Linked DNA regions of Sus scrofa: region 2 is linked to region 1. The links are chromatin contacts, called in public HiChIP or PLAC-seq maps. All regions are on one chromosome and are shown on one strand. The core of a region is the stretch at or near the end of the contact, and the rest is flanking DNA. Distances in the headings are between cores, read along the strand shown. Region 1 has its middle 17 kb from the start of CXCL8. Region 2 has its middle 6.2 kb from the start of CXCL2.

Region 1 (4,677 bases), core at 600-3,099:
GGGTCAGAATTTCTTACCTTTTTAAGGTTGAATAACATTCCATTGTGAGTATATATATTTTGTTTAATGATTTACCCATAGATGGACATTGGGGGCATTTCCTACTTTTGGCTTTATGAATAATGGTGTAAATGTAAATTAAGAATAATGCTCTGAGCCTTGGTGTACAAATATCTGTTCAAGTCTCTGCTTTCAATTCTTTGGGGAAGATACTCAGAAAAAGAATTACTGGATCAAACAGCAATTCTATTTTTTGAGGAAACATGCACCATTTTACCCTCCCATCAGTAATGTGCGAGATTTCAATACCTCCACATTCTCACCAACACTACGTTTCTTTCTCTCCCTCTCTCATCCTTTCCTTCCTTCCTTACTCTTTCCCTTCCTCTCTTTCCCTCCCTCTTTCTTTCTTTCTTTCTCTTTCCTTCCTTCCTTCCCTCCTTCCTTCCTTCCCTCCTTCCTCTTTTTCTATCTTCATGAGTATGAAAGGATATCTCAAGATGGTTTGACTTGAATTTCCCTAATGATTAGTCTTGTTTCACATCTTTACATGTATTTATTGGCCATCTGCCTATCCTCTTTGGAGAAATGTCTGAGTCCTTTGCCCATTTGAAACATTAAGTTGTCCCATTGTGGCTCAGAGGATTAAGAACCCAACATAGTCTACTTGAGGATGCAGGTTTGATCCCAGGCCTTGCTCAATGGGTTAAGGATCCAGCATTGCCTCAGGCAAGCTGCAGTAGGTCACAGACATGGCTTGGATCCAGTATCTCTGTGCCTGTGGTGTGGAGCTCTGATTTGCCCCCTCAGCTGGGAACTCCCTTATGCCACAGGTGTGGCTGTTAAAAAATTTTTTTTTAATTTAAAAAATTAAAAATTGAGGTTTTGTTGTGATTGAGTTGTAGGAGTTCTGTATGTAATCTAGCTATTAACCTTATCAGAAATGTGATTTGCAAATATTTCTCACAATTCCTTGGGTTGCCTTTTTATTCTATTGAGAGGGTCCTTTGATGTACAAGTTTTTAATTTTTTTTGGTCTTTTTGCCTTTTCTTGGGCCGCTCCCGCAGCATATGGAGGTTCCCAGGCTAGAGGCCTAATCAGGTCTGTAGCCATCGGCCTACAGCAGGGCCACAGCAATGCAGGTCTGTGACCCACGCCACAGCTCACAGTAACACCAGATCCTCAACCCACTGAGCAATGCCAGGGATCGAACCTGCAGCCTCATGGTTCCTAGTCAGATTCGTTAACCACTGTGCCACGACGGGAACTCCCTACAAGTTTTTAATTTTGATGAAGTCCAATTTCTTTGCCTTTTTTTTTCTTTTGTTGCTTGTGCTTTTGGTATCATGTGTGTTAAAACTTTTATAATATTAGCTCTCTCCCCAGTTTGACCTGTAGGATTTATATTATCTGATGTTCTAGACTTTAAGGAAAATATATCTTTACAAGGAAGTAAAATCTTGAGAGTCAAATGCAAGGAATTCTTGGGTTCATGTGGGGGTTGTTTGCTTGCTTGTTTTATGATACAGGGACCGAGGACTCACAAGGAAAATATACAATTACTAAACAATTACTAAATGAACTCTCTGAGGAAGTCCAATCTTCTCTCTCTCTCTTGAAATTCACCTGCCAAAAATCACTAGATGTGGATTGTTACGGTATAGAAAAGAGTATAGGAAAAATTACGGCCATGGAAAAAAAGATTTTAACCTATGTGAAGGTTTGAAAAAATTTACAGTTTTGAGTTAGTCTTAGAATGTACCATTTCCTAACTCCATGTTGCAACTGTCATCATAAGGCTTTTAAAATTTCCCAAGATTCTGCAATGCTGAACATTTTCTAGACTGACTTTTCCTCTAGCAGCTTAAGAAGAAGGTCAAGGCCACTGAGGGTAGAACACTACTAATGGCAACAGTAAAGTTATTTCTGAATTCTGAATTTCTGTGAAAATGGTGAGCAAAAAGCTTCAGATATTTTATGCAAACACTATATTACTATAAGAAGTTAGTGACAAAGATACTTTCAATAAATTTTTTCTTACTTTCAGTATAATTACTTACTCTTCTGAAAAGTAGTAATAGGTTTCATTTTACACAGAAAAAGAGCTATGTGCATTTATAGTTATTTCACCATTCAGAGATGAGAGCTGCCAGTAAATGTTGTGTGTGGGTGTGTGTATCTATATCTATCTACATATGTCACTAAATGTGTAACATTATAAATTATAAATATTATTAATTATAATATTTTAAAACTTCACATAAAATTTCATGGAACCTCTTTTCAGAGGGACCCATGGTCCACACAAAATTAAGCAAAAGAATTGTTCTAATATAGGAAAGATAAACTCCTCACCCTACTGAATTTTAATGTAAAAGGCTTACATCCTTGAAAGTCCGGACAACAAAATGTAAATTAAACACATACTTTGCATTCATATGGCTGTTATTTAATTGGTACTTTTATAGTCTTTCATTTTAGTCCAACACTTCGAGAAAGGTAATATTATCTCATTTGGCAATTGAGAAGACTAAAATTCAGAGAATCTGAGAACCTTGCTCAAGTTTACCCTAAGGCAAGGTGTAAACCTAGGTCTTCTGTTCCCCAAATCAATTGTCTCTCTGCATTACATCACAAGACCTTATTGGGCGCACTCAAATCAATGTCCTAAGAATTCATTATCAAACACCTACTAATCTCCGTGCTGGAGACTTCAGGTAATATATATGAATGAGAAAGATGCAATGCTTTTCCTTGAAAAGTCTTGGGTAGAAAGTAGTCATAGGTACAATTATCTGACTATTTGACTTAAGTGCAGTCAATTATGCTATAGCCCATAGGCACTGAGAAAATGCCGTGCTGCTCTAAATCCTCGTAGTCAATCACTAGAACTGTAGCCATTACTTTTATAACTGGATACCCGTTGGAGCCCTCCTGCCCTTGGGCATCTGGTTAAACTTGACCTAAGCACCATGTCCAAGGCTTTGTTAGAGTCCAGAATTTGCTGCACAGTCTCTGTGAGACTCCAGAATTCGGTCTGCCCTGATCATCAGGGTACAAATTCCAAGTCTTCACCAGATTCCAGCCCCAAACAACCCTCCCTTCAAACTCCATGTTGTCGATGCATTTAGAAAACTGTCATAACACTAGCTGTGGGGGAAAGGGACCCAATGAGAATCATATGGGCTTGTACATCTCACTAACTCATTTCTTCCACTCTCTTTCACTTCTGTTCTTCTTCAGCTCTTCTGTTTTCTCACACATAGTAATTCTACTCACCTTGAGCGCCCTTTGGAAAACTCACCTAGTCTTCTATTTGCCCCTAACAGTATTTTTGCCAAAATTTACAATTTTGCTTTTTTGGGAATTTTAGTAAATAAAATATTTTGTTTTCTTTATATTTTCCTCTTTCTCGCTCTTTCCCTAATCTCCACTTTCTGAGGACATTGTATTTATATCAATTGAAAGGATTAGTATTTCATTTAACTGCAGCATAATCATGCTCAATGATCTGTCACTAATATCTATGGACAAGGAATGGAATTTATTGTGATGGATTCTCATTAGGAATTGGTGTAACTACTAGAAGTTATAATATATGGTAGACAGGTCAAATCATATTTTACTGATGTGGTGGTGATGACTACAGTGGTTGCTATTATCTATTGGTACTCTGTCTTACTAGATGACTTTAAAAAGTCTCGACTCTTTTTATAAGGGCTTTAAATGTTATTTTTAAAGAGAATTTTTAGTCTCCAATTCTGCGAATGTTGAGTATTAATATGTACTTTCTTAAAAACAGAAACTAAAATGAAATATATTAAGAGCCCATGACATGTGCCAAGAGTTGTGAGTCATAAAATATATAAAGTAAACAAAACATACATTTACATCCTTTAAGGATTTGGCCAAGCACTGAAATCATGAAAATGCAGAGTTGGGAGGGTTGTTACTAATCCTCTAGTCACTTGTTCTTGGAAAACAGTCTGAAAAAATGGAAATCTGAAAGTTGCAAGTCATTAGTTTCTTACTTAGGAGGAGAGATATGCGTTAGCCAGTTAAGAGTTCTTCCTGTAGGGTTGCATAAATCCTCTCTAAGCACGTAGCCTGGGTTTACTGCAGAGTAAAGGTGATTTGTGGTAGAAAAATATTGGGACAAGAGCAGAACTAAATCAGTAATGATTTAATTATTAGTATATGTTATAACCTTGGGGTCATGAAAAAAAGTTATGTAACCATGAGGAATACTCACACTTCCAAATTTTTTTTTTTTTTGTATTCTTTTTTGCTAACTCTGGCCAAAATGCAGAATTTGCATTTGTAAGCCTGAAATCAAGGCATACAGAATTAGGAATCAGTTGGATGATAAGAAAAAGCAGAATCGGGACACTTATGAGGTTTCAGAAAGCTATTTCTGAAAGTCTTTCACTTCTGGAGATGAAATTTGAGTGCTAGGGAAGATTAATATCTTCCAAGTAAAGATTTGATAGCTATCTGATGTTTTTGAAAAAATAAAATTAATTTGGCCCTTTTTTGAAACAAACCTGGGTACATTTAGTGTACACATAACTAAATCCTATACTCTAGGATAGCAAAAATTTTATGGGGCCTAGGTAGAAAGGAGAGAAGAGAGAAGCCACCCATCCTTGCAAAACCAACAGAACTGGAAACCACCT
Region 2 (4,243 bases), core at 1,561-4,060, 200 kb after region 1:
CACAGACATGGAGAACAGACTCCTGGTTGCCAAGGGGGAGAGGGGAAGGAGTGTGATAGACCGGGAGTTTGAGGTTAGTAGATGCAAACTATTACATGGATAGAATAAATAAGCAATGGGGTCCTACTGTCCATTAGAGGGAACTATATCCAATCTCTTGAGATAGAACATGATGAAAGATAAGAAAAGGTATGTGTGTATACACACACAGTCATATATATATATACACATACATATACATATATATACATACATATATATATATACACACACATATATATATGTATATGTATGACTGGGTCACTTTGCTGTACATCAGAAATTGGCACAGCACGGTAAATCAACTACATTTTAATAAAAAATTTTAATTTTTTTTTAAAAATAAGGAGAATGTCTTGCCTCCCAAAGGTGAAGGTGGGTTTAATTCCTCTGTCCATGTAGGTATGGGCTGGACTATGTGACTTACTTCCAAATAAGGGATAAGGAAAAAGGATAAACAATAACCTTACAGTGGAGAATCACTTAACCAAGTGATCAAGGTTATTATCACCAGTTCCAGCATGTGAATATCATGGACTCCATCATATGATGTGATAAGAAGGGCACTTTATCCCCACGATATTCTTAACCCAAACCCATAACCCTAGTATAATCACGAGAAAATCATCCTAAAAATCCAAATTGAGGAATATTCTACAAAATAACTAATGAGTATTCTTCAAAACTGTCAAAGATAAGAAAGACAAGACAGAGACTCTGTCATAGGTCAGAGGAGAAAAAAAGACACGATGACTAAATGCAATGTGGTGTGCTGTACTGGAATCCAGGAATAGAAAAAGACGTTAATGGAAAATTGGTGAGATATGAATAAAGACCGGAGTTTAGTTAACAGCAGTGTACCGATGCTAATTTATTAGTTTTTGACAAATGTATTATAATTATGGAAGATACCAACATTAGAAAATACTTGGCAAAAAATCCACAGGAACTCATTGTACAGTCTATACAAATATTTTGTAAATTTAAAATTATTCCAAATTGAAAGTTTATTTTTATTTTGAAAAGGTAAGAAAAATAGAACAGCAAGATAGTAGACTTAAACCCAACTATATTAAGAATTATAATAAATTTAAATAGAATAAACACTCCAATTTTAAATAAAAGATTATCAGAGTTATCTTGCGGCACAGCAAGTTAAGAATCTGGAATTGTCACTGTAGCTGCTTGGGTCACTGCTATGGCAATGTTTCAATTCATGGTCCTGGAACTTTCAAAGATTGTTAGGATGCATAATTAAGACAAAAAAAATATCTATGCTGCTTAAAAGAAGCACATGCAGAAACCAACTGAAATAAATCTTGCATGGATATATTGATATATTAATTTCTTAATAATCATTAATTTGTCATTAAAACAAATACTTAATATATTTGTTAGTGACTGATATATTACTAGGACCAAATTAATATGTTAAGACTCAAGTAAAGAAGTAGAGATAAACAACGCTGATTTAAAATTAGAGAGTGGTAGCTTTACAAGAGACAAAGATAATTGTAAAATTTTATGAACTTAACATATGTTTAAACTGTGGAGAGCAAAATGGAGAAAAACTAAAAGGAGCAAGAGATGAAACCACAACTACAGTTAAAGATTCTAACAAACCTCTTTCAATACTTAACGGTCCACATAGCAAAGAATCAGTAACATTACAGGAGAGTTAAGCAGCATGACCAATCAATTTGGTCAGGAAAAAAAAAAAAAACCCAACAAATAGGGATGCTTCATCTAAAAACTGCATAAGTCACATCTGTTTTTACAACACACAAAAACATTTTCTAAGAGACCATATGTGAGCCACAAAAAATGTGTCAAAAGGTTTCAAAATGTTGAAAGATCACAGAGGATATTCTCTGATCATCAAGATTTTTATGATGATTGCAAGTTTCCTAGCTGAAATATGTAACATATCACTCTACGTGATGTGTTTGCTGTGGTTTATAGCTCATCTCTCAACTTCCTAAATTTTGTTTCCACAATACAGGAAGCATCAAAACAGGGCCAATCATGCTGCTTCCACGCCCATCATAACCAAGTGTGATAAAGAAAAACATTTCCATGAATATATTTCCTCATTTCCTATGTCTATTTCTTGACATAGTCTTTGGTAATTTTGGCATTACTATATTTCTTTGGCTTATACTATATGTAAAGTAATTTAATTACTTCTGCAAAAGTTTAAAAAACACCCTTAAGAAAATGGAAATACAAAATTTATATTGAAATATATTCTTTCAAAGCCTTGGGATAATGCTGAAATCTATTAGTTGGTATTCAGAGTTAATGGACATGAATTTACATAATTATAGATTTTTAAAATCATCAGACTGCCTTTAACATAGGAACAGAAATATTACAGAAGACTACCTATACTGCAGAAGAAAGTATGCATGAAGAAGTTTTTCATGTTTTGACTTTATCCACTAAACTTTTTTTGCAAAACTGACCACAATCTCTTGTACATTGTGCTTCATCGATGTCTTTTGATTTAATGTTTTTGACCTGTAATAAAAAGATCATCAGATATTTCTCCATCAAAGATGGGTTTATTTGGAATCAGCTGAGAATTGCCATTTGGGGTCTGCCCACACAGGTCCCCACAGGCCAAAACAAGAACACTTCTATAGAGGGGAAAAGGAAGTTGGAAGGGCTGCATTAAACAAAGAGTCTATGGCTTTTCATTGACTCAGTCCTTGACACGGAAGGGGTCATCTTCAGGTTGGGCTCTGCTCTTGTCTCAGAGTGTGAGAGCGCCCTCTTCTGATGTCTCTTGACTCTGTTTAGTTAAGGTTTTTGTTTATTGATTTTTTGCAATATCTACCACCCTCATTTTCTACACACACCCTAAATCTTTAGGTCACCCTAAACTTCCCCCGTCCCCATGGTAGAGAGCCAATAAAGTTCTCAGTGTAGCCTGTACTGCAGGGTTGTGGAGCACCTCGAGGTGCCTATGGAGACTTAGTGGAGGCAACATCCAAATTGGGTCCTGATAGCCAAGCAGAATCTTACCAGTACATGGTCTCCTGTGTCCCAGCCCTGACACCTGCTCTGCCTCAGTCTTTTCCCTCTCCCTGCTCACAGAGTAAGTTTCTACTGCATGAGCCACTTCCTCTCCCAGTTTTCACATGTTCTTTTAATAGCCATGCCTTTTCCCACTTGGCCTTCTCCTGGGATGTTTTCCACTGCTCAGTGCTCCCCATGTATCTGGAAAATTCCTTATCCTTGAGATTCACATAAGTGAGTGATCCTTTCAGGAAAACTTCTCTGAGTGTCAGATATTCTCATAAACCTACTCTCTAAGAGCTGCCTGGGGAGTCCCTCCTCAATCCTAGTACCTTGAGAATGGGTTACCATGGTATTTACCAGGCTTTTCTAAAAATTGTCTAACTGTACATTCATCTCCCTTATTGCATTCATTGAGAGCTAGAGCAGAGCACACTCTCTATTCCTCGTTTTATCTCCAGAACCAAACTTCATTCCCATCTTATAAAGGTGCCGAAAACGATCAGTGAAAATGCTGAAAGAAAAGAATGAAATGTGAGTTGAAACACCCTCTTCATCCAGGAGATAATTCAAGTAGTAAGCAAGTCAGTAACAAAAGCCCAGCACAAATTGGCTTAACGAGGTGGAGAATCATTGATCTATGAGACTACAAGACTGATGAGTTGATATGGTAAAGCTCGGTGTTACTGTTCAGAAATTCTCTTCAGGAACAGTTTCACTTCCAATCAGGCTCCTTTTCTCTGTGCTGACTTCATTTTAGGCAAGCTCTTCTCAAACGCTGGCAAAGCTTCAAGTTTCTGTTCTACCGGATATAACCTAACAAGAATCAAGGACTTGTTTTTCCAACAATTTCCTGGCAAGAAGGACTCTAGGGATTTTTCGGACTTGGCCAGACTTAGGTCACTCACCCACCCCCGTAACTCTGGAGATTGGACCAGACTGGAACAACTGTCCCACATAACTTTCAGTCATCAGTTTCCTCCTGGAGCTCTGGAGCAAGGTCAGCCTACCTGAGCTACCCAGATGAGGAGGAAGAAAAATGGTTCCCATAGGAAAACCAAGGTTTTGTAACCAGAAGGAAGAAGGGGCTCAAGGCAGGCAAAAATGACAAAAGCAATAGAAACTGGACTCCGTGGATGACACTGACATGGGATGAAATGTTCCAGATTAAAGAGGGGAAAGG

What was found. HiChIP or PLAC-seq counts read pairs in DNA pulled down with a chosen protein or histone mark.
Region 2: a contact with region 1 is called in an H3K27ac HiChIP or PLAC-seq map of alveolar macrophages. The contact joins two enhancer-like sites.

Annotation. Positions count from the first base shown.
Region 1 is chr8:69,947,587-69,952,263 of Sscrofa11.1, forward strand. No RefSeq gene overlaps it. Among named protein-coding and RNA genes, the nearest start is that of CXCL8, 17 kb to the left of the region's middle. Within about 2 kb of position 1,850, at least 2 of the 83 cell types and tissues checked have an H3K27ac peak or open chromatin away from gene starts, as enhancers often do. A contact at or near this core is called in alveolar macrophages, where this site is marked.
Region 2 is chr8:70,148,886-70,153,128 of Sscrofa11.1, forward strand. No RefSeq gene overlaps it. Among named protein-coding and RNA genes, the nearest start is that of CXCL2, 6.2 kb to the right of the region's middle. Within about 2 kb of position 2,811, at least 23 of the 83 cell types and tissues checked have an H3K27ac peak or open chromatin away from gene starts, as enhancers often do. A contact at or near this core is called in alveolar macrophages, where this site is marked.